Regions from separate parts of the Sus scrofa genome. Here all the other regions are linked to region 3. Evidence: chromatin contacts called from public Hi-C and HiChIP or PLAC-seq data. All regions are on one chromosome and are shown on one strand. Each heading gives the region's core, a stretch centred on a gene start, on an enhancer-like site or on the middle of the called end of the contact. The rest is flanking DNA. Distances are from core to core; before and after follow the strand shown. Region 1 overlaps FOXO3 (forkhead box O3). Region 2 overlaps FOXO3 (forkhead box O3). Region 3 holds the start of FOXO3 (forkhead box O3).

Region 1 (4,350 bases), core at 1,260-3,759, 69 kb after region 3:
CGGCAACGCCGGATGCTTAACCCACTGATCGAGGCCAGGGATCCAACCCACAACCTCATGGTTCCTAGTCAGATTCGTTAACCACTGCGCCACGACGGGAACTCCAGCAAGCTTTATTATTTTAATCCATGTTCCTAGGCTACTTATAGACCTGAGCCCACATATCAGAGATACATAGGCAGATGTTAATTTTTGAAATGAAGAACTATATTGCCAGGGAGGGCAAGATAAAATCAGTTTATAAGTTACAGTGGTTTGGGGTTCTCTGCCTTCTTAGATTTCTTGTTATGGTTATTATTCTCAGGGAATCATTGACTTCATGGATTTTCCTTTTTTTTTTTTTTTTGATCCTTTACCATTCTGCGTATTTCTGAGTGAAAATGTTTTGTGAGAATAATCTTGCTTTTTAATGTAATTTTTTAATTGAAGTATAGTTGATCTACTGGAATAATATTGCTCTGTGTGTGTGTGTGTGCGTGTCTTTAGGACTGCACTCACAGCATATGGACGTTCCCAGGCTAGGGGTTGTGGAGCGGTAGCTGCCGGCCTACATCACAGCCACAGCAACGTGTGACCTGAGCTGCATCTGTGACCTACACCACAGCCCATGGCAAGGCTGGATCCTTAACCCACTGAGCGAGGCAGGGATCAAAACCCTTATCCTCGTGTATACTAGTCGGGTTCGTTAACCACTGAGCCACGAAGGGGAGTCCCAATCTTGCTTTCTTTTATCTGGTATTTTAAGTTCCTCAACTGGCCATGCCAATATGTTGATTAGGAATTTAGGTGATTTTTAAATCTGTTAGCCAATGACTTTAAATGAGTATTGTCCCCAGAGGTTTTACATAGGAGGTGGCATGTGAACTGAGCTTGAGTTTCTTAAGCTGAAAAGGATGGATGAGCACTGTGAGGGCAAATATTGTGTGTCTCTAATTTATGCTGTATTTCCAGCCCCTTACAGAGAGCTTAGTGTATGGTAGGGGCTCCTAACCAGTTGTCAAGGAAGTAACAACCGCAGGTAAGGGTAGCTAGTGAGAAAAAAGGCAGCAGTTCTGCCCAGAGGTCAGGACAGAGGGTGTGTTCTTCATGCTGTAGGGCAGGAGTAGTCTGCAGATGCCCTCTTGCATGCTGACATGCTAGTTGATGGTGGCTCCTGAGGTCATTCCCAGGTCTGGTGGGAGGGAGGGTTTGGCGTTCTTGTGGACATCAGGTCGGGGGTGGAGTAGGAGGGAGCTGATGTCCAATTGCTATTCGTTTGCTCCCCAGTGGATTGAAAATGGGGAGTGAAAGAATCTGACCTTTATGTTAGGCCATTTTCAGTCGGTACCAGTCTGCCTTCATGTATCCCCAGAATGGACCCAGGCTGGCCAGGAGGCTTTGGGGGCTCCTGAGGGGTGGGGATCTGGAGGCCTGGACCCGGGCAGCAGAGCTTAGTGCTCCCAGCAGTCAGATCCATCCCTGTATGGCACCAAGCTTGATCACAGTTGACCCTTGACCAAGGCGGGCTTGCACTGCATGGGTCCACTCATATGTAGATAGTTTCCAACAGTAAATATTGCAGTACTACATGGTCCACTGTTGGTTGAATCTGTAAATTAACCTCCTCTGCCTTGAACAAGGGTCAACTATGTTTACTGATGACTCTGTCTTTCACAGTACTGATGGCTGAGTAGAATATGAAGAGTGATCTCCTAAGAGTTTGCAGTCTCATTGGAGAAATAACAGCCAAAAAGAAAGAAAAAGAAAAAAAGGAATGGAGGGGAGGAAAAAACAAACCCCTCATAGTATATTTGTCATATAGTTCCGTGACAGAAGCACAGATGGTCAGATCCTTCCTTGAGTGGTTAGTAAGTAGGGTTAATAAATCTTTTTACTTACCAGCTGTGTGACCTTGGGCAGGTGACGTCCTCAGTAAGTTTTCTTCTCTCTTAATGGTATCACCCACCCCACAGGGCTATTGTGAGGATTAAAGGAGTCAATATATGCTTATTTAAAGTGCCTGGCACACAGTAAGTGCTGTGTAATTACTTTGGAAGTAGAGTCCCCAAGCTTCAGTTTCCTCTTATAATAAGAACTTCACAGGTTATGAAGATTGCCTGAAAAATCATCTATAAAGCATCCGGCACAGAGCCTAGCAGAGACCGAGTGCTCAGTCACCAGTAACCATTAGTCTTATTCTTTGATACTTGTTCCTTGGTCCAGGGTTCTTTGGTTCTTCCTCAACAGAAATGTGGGAAGATATCACGTATTTTAGTCTTCTATCTTTGCTTTCAGTTTCAGAATCTACTTTTCCGTACAAAATATGTGTTTGTTCCTGGGCTGCTCCATGCCAGGAAAAATGACAAGATTACCTCTGCTACTCCCCTCCTCCAAAAGCCCTGTATGAACTTGAAGTCTCTGACTTGCATATTTAAGCATTAACCAAGATAAAGCATGAGCTCAGCAGGGGCTTTCTAATGGCTAATCCACAGTAACCCGTTTTCTCAATCTTTTTTCTCCCACACCAGAGAACTGGCAGGGACAGGCTGTTTGTGGGGTAGAGGGGAGGTCTTTGGAAGGAAATGTCACTCAGGGGGTTGGGGCAGGAGGAAGAGTGACGTCTCACCACGGGTTTTATCTCTCGGTGCGTGACTCTTCACGGATCCATTTGCTTCATCCAGCACATGAGGCAGGGACAGGTGGGAGGAAGGAGGTTCCAGGCAGGTTCCACGGTGTTGAAAGTGTTTAAACCCCGCTCCTTGCCAGCTGTAATTAGGAAGAGGTGGGCCAGCCTTCTGCCCAGGGACAGGGTGGGGAGCACGCCTCCTTCCTCCACACTAGGCACTGGCAGGCAGAGGCAGCAGGTGGGAGGAACCCTTGGCTGGTGGAAAGGTTTTCATTTTTGTTTTTAAATTTTTTTGGTCTTTTTGCTATTTCTTTGGGCCGCTCCCACGGCATATGGAGGTTCCCAGGCTAGGGGTCTAATCGGAGCTGTAGCCACTGGCCTACGCCAGAGCCACAGCAACGCGGGATCCGAGCTGCGTCTGCAACCTACACCAGAGCTCATGGCAACGCCGGATCGTTAACCCACTGAGCAAGGGCAGGGACCGAACCCGCAACCTCATGGTTCCTAGTCGGATTCGTTAACCACTGTGCCACGACGGGAACTCCTGTTTTTAAAATTTTTAAGTTTAGTTTTTATTTTAAAAAAATTATTATAGTTGCTTTACAGTGTTCTGTCAATTTCTGCCATACAGCAAAGTGACCCACTTATATATGCGTTTCTATCACAAGTGATTGGATATAGTTCCCTGTGCTATACAGCAGGACCTCATTGCTTCTCCACTTGAAATGCAGTAGTTTGCATCTACTAACCCCGGACTCCTAGTCCATCCCACTCTTTCCCCCTCCCCCATGGCAACCACAGGTCTCTTCTCTATGTCCATGAATTTGTTTCTGTTCTGTAGAGAGATTCACTTGTGCCATATTTTAGTTTCCACATTTAAGTGATATCATATGATACTTGTCTATTTCTGACTTCACTTAGTATGCGCATCTCTAGTTGCATCCATGTTTCTGCAAATGGCATTATTTTGTTCTTCTTTTTTATGGCCGAGTAGTATTGTGTATATACACCACATCTTATTAATTCATTCATCTGTTGATGGACATCTAGGTTGTTTCCACGTCTTGGCTATTGTGAATAGTGCTGCAATGAATATAGGGGTGCATTTATTTTTCTCAATGAAGGTTTTGTCCAGATAGAGCCCAGGAGTGGAATTGCTAGATCATATGGCAGTTCTGTATTTAGTTTTCTGAGGTATTTCCATACTGTTTTCCATAGTAGTTGTACCAATTTACATTCCCACCAGCAGTGTAGGAGAGTTCCCTTTTCTTGTGGTGGAAAAGTTTTCACACAAGGAGGGTGGATGGTTTTCTCATCTCTAGAGGGCTTTGAGTTTCTGCACTGGGGATGGGGCTTATAGGATCCTTTTTTGCCTAAGGTTGTGTCATGGTTTAGAGTTTGGGTTTTAGGACAGACCTAGGTTCCAGTCTGAACTCCTTGACTTCCTGGTGAGACCCTGAGCAAGTTCTGGAACCTCCTTGCTCCTATTTCACATAAGTTAAAAAAAAAAAAATCTCAATTGAGGATTACATTTAAGTTATGCATATGAAGTGCTTAGCCTCGTTCCCTAACACAAAGTAAATTGAAGCTTATCTTTTACTCTTGGTGATAAATAATAATAATGCCCAACAGCAGTCTGGAGTTGCCAGGGAGGCAGATAGATCAGAGGAAGCAGGTGGCATTTTCAGGGGTGAGGGACCAGAGTTGCTTTCTGGATTGTGAAGGAGCCTGTTAAGACCTTCTTC
Region 2 (4,436 bases), core at 344-2,843, 98 kb after region 3:
CACTGGTCTCCTGTTTTCTAACATTTCATTTTAACATATAATTCATGCCTATTTTGTGGTGACTTCCCCTTCCCACTCATTCATTGATTAGAGTGAATGAGCACCTGCTGTGTACCAGCCCCATGCTAGGAGGTAAAGCCATAATAAGACATCTGGTTGTAAAGGGCTCAGTATGTGTCAGAGGAGATAGACATCTATCCTCAAGTTGTAAAGCAAGACAGGCTGAAGTCGGATGGATGGATGGATTATCCATCGTCTGTGCTCCCTGCACCTCACCCCTTAAGTTGTTATGGTAATCCGGATGCTGGGACGAATGGTGTCTGTAGCCAGTATTTACTGTACCACCTCAAGGCCTGGAGATCTGCGTCTGTCTCAGCTTGGCCGTCCTTTCCTGGCTGATTGAATTCAGGTTTGCTTTGTATCTCTCTGGTCGTGAGTCTCTTTCACTGTAAAGTTCAGGCTGCTTATTACTAGGTGGGTTTCACAGCCTTCTCCATTTTCCACAGTATTACTTTTTAACTGAACTTTCTGCCCTGATGATTACTTATATAATGCCACATGAGACGCTGATGTGTTCCTGAATTGTGGATGTGTATTTCCAGAGCCGTTTTATTCTCCATTTCCGCCCACAGTACGTTTTCAAACTGGAAAAGTTTGCAGTTTTTTTTTTTTTTAGTCTAAGTGAAAATTATGTTATTAATAAAACTATTTCTGTTCTACTTTGCAGTGTCAGTTTCAAGAATGTCCTCTTAATAACTTCGTGGCTTTTAACCCTTTGAAGCATCCATTTTGTGTGGCTAGTCCTGCACAGCCTTAAAGGGAAATTTAAGTAGCATGTGTTTGCTGAACCCTTTATGGAAAGGGGAAGGGATTCAGTCACATCAGGAAGAAGCCCGGAGAAAGAACAGGGACAGCCAAATGCTGCAGCTTTAACCTGCTTTCTGGAGGCTGTCTTTCCGTTGACTGCATGTTGCTTCTCAGTTAGTTGCTGCTTCTTCAGGGATCGGTGGGGAGGTGGAGCTGGAAGCAGGAGGGTTTGGGGGTGGAGAGGGTGCTGCAGGGAGTGGGTGTGGGCAGAGGGCGCAAGGCTGCCAGGGTTCTCTGTGTGCCGGAAGTGCAGGTTTGGCTGGGAGGAATGGAATGTTCCCTCTTGCCCTCCAAGAGCAGAAACAGCTGTGGAAGGTCTGAAAAGATCGCTCAATGAAAAAAATTTTTAAAAAAATCAATATGAAAATAAAAACCCACACTAGGAAACCCAGCAAAACTGCCTCTAACAGTGCAGGTAGCTCTTTAGGGGAGTTTTCTTCCCATCTAGGATATCTTTTTCTGTTGGGGGCAGAACAGATTGCCTAGGTCTTCCTCTCCTAAACGAGCTTCCCATGTCTTACTTTTGTTGGGATAGAAAATGGATTCATTTTGCCCATCACCAGGGTTGTTATTTTATTCCTCCAAACGAGAGGCCAGAATCTGTGCTTACTGCATAAAAACTTGAAACAAACGTTAGTTTTCCAAGATCTCTCTGGGTAGAAGATTATTGTCAGCAAGTTTAATGGAAATCTTGTTTCTAGCCGGAAATTTAATCCTTCAGCCAAATTCCTGACAATATTTATTTTAGAAAATCATTTTTTAAAAATAAGTCTCTTAATGGTTGAAACATTTAGTGTTCTAGAGATGAGTAAGAGTGGAGCTTGCCTGGAACTTGTCTTGCACATCAGGGTTGATTATGTAATCCTCTATATGAATGTTTGTATTTTCTTCTCTGTCTGAAAGGCTCCTGTAGCTGGTCCATATGTATAGTCAGAGATAATAACTCTGACTTCAGGTCTGTTTTATGCTCTCATACTTTGCATACTCACTTTCGATCAAGTTAGCCCTCAGATAACATGTAGGAGAAGAGGGTAAGCCAGCTAAATGGCTAATGGCTAATAAGAACCAGCCCTCACACTCCCCCCTCAGGTGGTGGCACTGTTTGGCCCTTTGCAGTGTCCCCTCCCTCCCCAGGGTCTTTGCACTGAGTGCAGTGATACAGTGTTTTGTACAGCCGAGGAATGAGACACTTTTTTTTTTTTTTTTTTAATATTCTCGAGGCTCTCTTTGCTTGTGTACTTTGGTTCTCAGAGAAGTTCAGTAAGTAACACTTGGAAGCTAATAAGTACCTCAGCATTGGGGTATGGCTTTTTCCGTGGTTATTTTTATGCAGTCTCTCTTTTTGGCATATTGTTTGAAGGACAGTCTATTATAAAAGAGATATGTGAGGCTGCATGCTAATTTAGGGAGGGTTCTGAAAATTACAGGGATCAATTACTGTCCCAGCCCATCCCTTCTTCAGCCCGTATCAGTTCCTACTTTTGCAAAAGTCCACTTGCCCTGTTTTCTGTCCATGCCTAGCGATTTTGGATGGAGAAGTGGCATGGGGCAGACTGGATGACTATCATACGAGGCAGTGCGAGATCAGGGACCCTTCCCCCTACCTTTAAGAAAAACAAAGATATCTGGACCTCAGTGATCTGCAAAACTGTTCTAAACTCTCCATTTTACTCTGTACCTATAAACATAACTTTAATCTATGAGCCTGATTCTCCTCCTTACCTTCTAAAATGTGGAACCTTGAACCTGAAGAACATGTGCTGTGCTGTGTTATCAGACCTGGAAGGACCAGCAGTACATTAGCTTTGGACTCAGAGTCTTAGCCAGTAGAAACATACAGGGGAAATTCTAGTGATTCTCAGCTCTAACTGCACCTTAGAATAATCAGGGGAGCTTTAAAAATGTTCCTCTGCCCAGGCCTTACCTGTACCAGTTCCTAAGAGTGAGTTCTTAAAAGTCTCCCCAGGTGCTGAGAAGAGGCAGCCAGGGTGGAGAACTGATACCTAAGAGAAATCATGGCTTCGGCCTGAGAACTGCCCTTGACAGAGCCTGTCATTATAAATCTAAGAGCCTGCCTTTGCCCTGCTGTTTTATGGCTCCCAGCCCCCAGGGTCTCCCCCTGACTCATGGTTTCCATCGGCCTTTTCACGTGACCATTTTCATCTACCTTTCAGCAGATGCATACATTTGGATTTAGGCCTTTGGCAGCCGCATTCTGAATTCTCAGTGCCCACAAGTCAAAGCAGGGAGACCTACTGGAAGGGCTGGTCCTGTGTGCAAGGTGGATGAGTATAGGATTTAAAAGTAGTCCTTTACAGTGGTCCCCACTGACATCCCTTGGGGCCCAGGGAGATGCCTGCAATCTGCTTGGTGGGAAGCAATGGGTCTGGCTTGGGAGCTGACAACCGTAACTCATTTTGAGATACAAAAAAATAAATAAATAAATAAAAAGCAGAGGCCTTTAAGAGTTAAATTACACAACTCCCTTTTTATTTTTAAAGTCAGTGGATTCCTTGTTGCCTTTGCTGAGAAAGATAAATTGATACCACATGTTGCTTCCAGACAAAACCCTCTCTGTGTTCCAGGGGAAGCACATGCAGCTGGTGTCTGGGTTAGTGGAGAGTCCTTACAAGGTAAACATGGGTTGGAAGGGGCTGGAGCAGACAGAGGGTAGCAACATTTGGGAAATTACCAGCTCCTCCTGAGTGGCACAGCACCTTTGAAATACTTTTAAGAGTTTGAAATCTTTTCCTGGAAGGAGCCGCCCTCTCACCTTTTGGCTTCAAGTGTATGATGCTCGGAAAACAGTAAGTGAACATTCGTGATGTCACTGCTTCCGTATGTGGGATCTGACAGTTGAGAGCCTCTTTTGTGCTTGGCACTCCGATGAGTAATTTGCATGCGTAATTTAATCTTCCCAAAGATCCAAGAGTTTGACAGAGAGGCTGTTTTTATTCCCATTTTGTGAAAGAGGTGGCCAAGGTTAGGTCAGTTGCCCAGGGTCATAGGACAGGAGTCCAGCTACGACCTGGCTGACATTGAAGCCTGCCTCCCGCCATCGGCCACCTTAAATTGCATTTGTGAATTACCCGCTTTGTAAAATATTAGTGGAATACTTACTCGTTTCAGGCAGCTTCTCTCCAACACCGAATCAAATCTGATCCGTTTGCGGTCCATCTGTCTTCACAGCCAGTTGGCATAAATATAGTGACTGTGTGAGCTTTGGCATTAGAGATAAATATATCTTGCATTAGGAAGCTGTCTTCCTTATTGAAAGAAAAAGAATTTGGAGATTCTGATAAGGACAGTCATCTCTCTGCTGATTTCTTCAGGGAGGGCCAAGGAGTGGGCTCTCTAGGCTGTGGACCACAGTCAGCATGACTGTGAGATGTGAGTTCCTTCCTTCACACACCGTCTTCACATTCCTCCTTGAAGAATTAGGCCCCTCGTGGCAGCTGCAATCACACAAGACAGGTTTGCCGGCTCTGTTACCAATTAACTTCACCCAGTGCAGGCCTTGCTTCATTGTAAATGGTTTTGTGAAAGAGAAGATTGACATAAAAATGAGA
Region 3 (4,328 bases), core at 1,573-4,072:
CTCATCCCTCTTCTCCTTCCTTCGAATTTTACTCGATTGTTTATTATTTGCTGGGGAGGCGGAGGCGGGGGGCGGAGAAGGGCGTCTAGGGCCTGGAGACGGATGGCCGCGGCCAGTCAGCGCGCGGCGTGGCTTGACGAGTAAGCGCCGCAGCGAATGGCTACCCGGCGCAGAGCTCCCAGGTCACGCGCTTGTGGATACAATGACATCATCTGTTTGTACGCGTCGAACTAGCTTGTTGCAGGGGCGGGGCCTCGCGTCACTTGAGTGACGGGTCCTGCGCAAAGTCCGGAGCCTGGATTAGGCAGGGTGGGCGGACTCCTGCGCCTGCTGGGTTGGACCTTTTTGTGTTTGGGGTTGTTGCTGAGCCCGCTCTCAAGTCTAGTGTCTCTAGTGACTTGGTAGGATTTGGGCTGGGGTAGGGGGGAGAGATTTCTGAACGAAAATGGAAAGACTTTTAGTGTGTGTGTCGTATGTAGTGAATTCTTAGTGCACAAATGAACGGCTTGGGTACTGATCGTAGGATAAGGACTTTTGAAGATGTTTTTCTAAACTTGAAGAAATAGTTTTCTTTAAAAAGATAAAAAAAACACAATTAGCTATTTTGCGTCTTTTAAAAATTAGACTCATTATTTCCCATTTACAGTTGTTCAAAAGTTATTTTTGTACTTAAGAATGCGGAATAATTTGCTTTTCTCTTAGTTACAGTTATCCCCTCCTTTGCCATGAAATTCATGAAAAATGAAATACGATTGCAGTCAGGCGTCTTAGGTTAGAGACTAAGTGCAAACTTTCGTGCAGGATCAAAACTGAGGGCATCAGCTTATCGAAGTCCTGAGGGCCCCAACATCTTCGCTTGCTAGTACTTTCACGCTGAGGTAACTCTTATCATCAGCGGACAGCATCTCGTCTCCAGGTGTTACCTGGTGTCGGGTTCTAAAGGGGAACCGGACACCAGGGCGGGCCCAGAGCCTGGCGGAGGGACGCGCTGGCTAGGGGGACCCCCCAGTGCCAGGCGCCCTGCTCCGAGGCAGGGCGGCCACGCGACAGCGCTCGTGGACCGTTTGGGGCTCTGGGCTGCCCCCTCCCTTTTCTTCTGGGCCCGCGCCACGCTTTGTTTTCTTTGAGGCTCGCGGGAGGGAGGAGGAGCCCGGCGGGGAAGGCTGCTGGAGCCCGCCGTGTCCCGGCGCCGATGCGCGCCGTGACACCCAAGCCCGCAGCCCCGGGGATCTGGGCCGCGCACGCGCGCACATACACACACACACACGCGCGCACACGAGCGCACCCGGGCACGCTGCCCAGCCCTCCCCCTGGGCGGGGACCCGCTCGCCGTCAGCCTAGGTTGAGGCACCCTGCGTGTGTCTATAACTTTGTGCTGCTGCCGCGGCCGCCCTGCTCGTGGAAGGGAGGAGGAGGAATGTGGAAGGCGGCGGCGCGCTGGCTGACAGGCGGTTCCTCAGGCGGGCTGCAGCAGCGGCGGCCGGAGCGCCTCTCCTTGGCTGAGGTTGTGCGCCCCCTCCTCGCCGCGCCCCGGGCCCGCGCGGGATTGTGCGTCCTCCCCCCTCGTCACTGAAGGGAAGGAACCGAGGTAGGCGCCGGAGCTGTGCAGCGGGGCGGCCGCCTTCCCGGTGACTCCGGATCTGCTTCCGAGCTGGGCCAGGCGCTTCCCTTTTCCCTCCCCGTGACTCGGTGTGCGCGCCCTTCTTCTCTCCCGCTAGTGTTTTTAAAGGACTTGAGTGAAGGGGGGAAACTGTCAAGATGGCAGCAGTGGGAGCAAGGAGGTGATGAACGTGCTGGTCCGGGTTTTCTGTTGGCCTGGGAGACTTGTGCTTCCTGACCTGTTGGAAGATTTACGTTTCGACTACTCCCCTCCCCCCCGTTCTTATAGGGAAAGGGGTGGAGGGCACAACGCCCGCGAGAAAATAAACCACACCACCCCCAAAGTGGCCGTTGCTGCTCAGCTCGACCCTTGGCAAACACCCGCTGAGCTGCTTGTCTCCCTTCTTCCCGTCTTTCCCTGTTCCTGGAAGTGACAAGGGCCCGTTTGCGCTCGGACCCACATTCGCCCTCTCGGCCCGCGGGCGAAGAGAGGAGAAGGGGACTGCCCGCGCAGTCCTCGGGCTCGGGTCCTCCGCTGGGAGGGGATGGCAGGAGAGCGCGGAGGCGGCGGGGCCGGGACCAGGCCGGGGAGAAGAGCCGAAGACGCCACAGACTTTGGCGGCGGTGGCGCCGCGGGAAGCACTTGTGCGGGCCGGAGCGAAACATAAACAAACGCACGCACACCCGGGCTCAGGCTCCGACCGCGTCTGGGCTGCGCCAGCTCGGGCTGCTGCCCGCTTTAAAGGCGCGGCTCGCGCCCCTCCCCCGCCCCGCCCCTCCCCCTTCTTCCCCGCCCCGCCACCTAGCCCAGTGGAGACCTGCAGCTCCGCTGGCGGTGGCGGCGGGGGGAGGGGGTTGCCCCGTGCGAGCCTGTCGATTCGCTCCTGTCTCCCCCGCGGCCTGACCAGGGGGTGGCGTCTGCAGCGCCAGGTTCGCGGGACGCACGTCTCCAGGTCTGCCTGCTCCTGGGAGGCGGGCGCGGTGTGGTCGGGAAACGGCGGCGGCGGCGGCGGGCGAGGACTCGCCGGGGACTGAGCTCCAGCCCGGGATAATCAACTCTCCTTCTCTCTCCTCTCGTGCTTTCCCAGGCGGCGGCAGTAGCAGCGGCGGCGGCGCCCGGGAGCCCGAGCCTTCGCGGCGCCCCCGTCCCTCCCCCGCCGCACCCCGCCCCGGCGCAAGAGGAGAGTGTGAGAGCCGGAGCCGCGGGCGGGCAGGCGGCGAAGATGGCAGAGGCGCCGGCCTCCCCGGTCCCGCTCTCTCCGCTCGAAGTGGAGCTGGACCCGGAGTTCGAGCCCCAGAGCCGTCCGCGCTCCTGTACGTGGCCCCTGCAGAGGCCGGAGCTCCAGGGGAGCCCGGCCAAGCCCTCGGGGGAGGCGGCCGCTGACTCCATGATCCCCGAGGAGGAGGACGATGAAGACGACGAGGACGGCGGCGGTAGGGCCGGCTCGGCCATGGCGATCGGCGGCGGCGGGGGCGGCCCGCTGGGCTCTGGGCTGCTCCTGGAGGACTCGGCCAGGCTGCTGGCTCCCGGAGGGCAGGAACCCGGGTCCGGCCCAGCCTCCGCGGCGGGCGCGCTGAGCGGAGGGACGCAGACGCCGCTGCAGCCTCAGCAGCCACTGCCACCGCCGCAGCCGGGGGCGGCTGGGGGCTCCGGGCAGCCGAGGAAATGCTCCTCCCGGCGGAACGCCTGGGGGAACCTGTCCTACGCCGATCTGATCACTCGCGCCATCGAGAGTTCCCCGGACAAACGGCTCACTCTGTCCCAGATCTATGAGTGGATGGTGCGCTGCGTGCCCTACTTCAAGGATAAGGGCGACAGCAACAGTTCTGCCGGCTGGAAGGTGCGTACCCACCTCGGACGGGCGGACAGACCCGCCCGGTCTCCTGCGCAGTGCGAGACGCGCCTTCGATTCGTCCGAGCGCGCCTGCGGGCGCCCGGGAGAGGGGTTGGCAGGGAGAGCCTCAGCTGTAAGGCTTTGGGGGTTCTGTGTGACCTCCGGAGGAGGGGAGCCCGGGGACCGCTGCGGACGCGGCGGGAGCGGGAGAGGAGGCTCCTGGGGAAGCCTCAGGCTTGGCCAGATGGGCAGGAGTGCATTTGCCCGATTCCTGGGTTGTAGCGGAGGAGGTACGTCCGCGGCCAGCTTTGGAGCAGGTTTCCCCGTAGTGGGGGTGCGGCGAGGCCGCTGCGGGTGGAGTGAGGGGACTTGTTTGGGAATCAGTGCCCAGAGGAGGGGTTGGATTTGTGGTTTCCAGTCGGTCGCCTAAGCGTGGTGTGTTGAGACTAGCCAGATGAGAACCCCTGTGTCCAAGTTTCAGGCTTGTAGGTGTTAACTCCCACAGGCACATCGATCCCATTACAAAAAGCAGTGGTTGTAAACCTTTTCCTGGCCGGCTCTCTTTCCTTGCGTGTGTTAACACCTTTATTCCTAAGAGGTGTCTCAACCTTAAACCTTCCTCTGAGTAGCCTCTGAGATGATCTGGGCCCCGACCCGGCCAGCCCTTCCACCTCAGCGGGAACTGTCCTGCACCTGCTGCTTCCCCGCTGAGGCCTGGCCTCTGGAGCTGTTTCAAGCAGCGGGTCCAGGAGTAGAGAACCGGGGCCTGTCGCTTCACGTAAGCCTTTGGGAGGCAGGTTTGCTGGCAGAGCTGAGCCATAATGGCTTCTACCTGTAAGTGAACCTGAAGAGAGGCTCTCCACTGTTCCTTTTCAGCCTCTTGGGGCACTGGAC

Evidence for each region. A called contact is a pair of places that touch in the nucleus more often than the background predicts. HiChIP or PLAC-seq counts read pairs in DNA pulled down with a chosen protein or histone mark.
Region 1: a Hi-C map of liver shows a contact between it and region 3, with 5 times the contacts expected there. The contact joins the enhancer-like site here to the promoter of FOXO3 in region 3. A contact is called at or near these places in 1 of 5 promoter capture datasets (fetal liver), 3 of 47 Hi-C or Micro-C datasets (fetal liver, liver and retroperitoneal adipose tissue) and 2 of 2 datasets of contacts at active chromatin or transcription factors (alveolar macrophages and skeletal muscle).
Region 2: an H3K27ac HiChIP or PLAC-seq map of skeletal muscle shows a contact between it and region 3. The contact joins the enhancer-like site here to the promoter of FOXO3 in region 3. A contact is called at or near these places in 3 of 5 promoter capture datasets (liver and skeletal muscle), 17 of 47 Hi-C or Micro-C datasets (alveolar macrophages, blood, embryonic fibroblasts and 8 more) and 2 of 2 datasets of contacts at active chromatin or transcription factors (alveolar macrophages and skeletal muscle).

What each region holds. Positions count from the first base shown.
Region 1 is chr1:74,696,137-74,700,486 of Sscrofa11.1, forward strand. The region is part of intron 1 of FOXO3 (forkhead box O3); the gene reads left to right. Among named protein-coding and RNA genes, the nearest start is that of FOXO3, 69 kb to the left of the region's middle. Within about 2 kb of position 2,510, at least 13 of the 83 cell types and tissues checked have an H3K27ac peak or open chromatin away from gene starts, as enhancers often do. A contact at or near this core is called in fetal liver and liver, where this site is marked.
Region 2 is chr1:74,726,393-74,730,828 of Sscrofa11.1, forward strand. All of the region lies in intron 1 of FOXO3 (forkhead box O3), which reads left to right. Among named protein-coding and RNA genes, the nearest start is that of FOXO3, 99 kb to the left of the region's middle. Within about 2 kb of position 1,594, at least 25 of the 83 cell types and tissues checked have an H3K27ac peak or open chromatin away from gene starts, as enhancers often do. A contact at or near this core is called in liver, mesenteric adipose tissue, omental adipose tissue and 3 more, where this site is marked.
Region 3 is chr1:74,626,873-74,631,200 of Sscrofa11.1, forward strand. FOXO3 (forkhead box O3) reads left to right here and starts at 2,823. Exons shown (of 2, transcript NM_001135959.1): 1 at 2,823-3,440. The coding sequence starts at 2,823.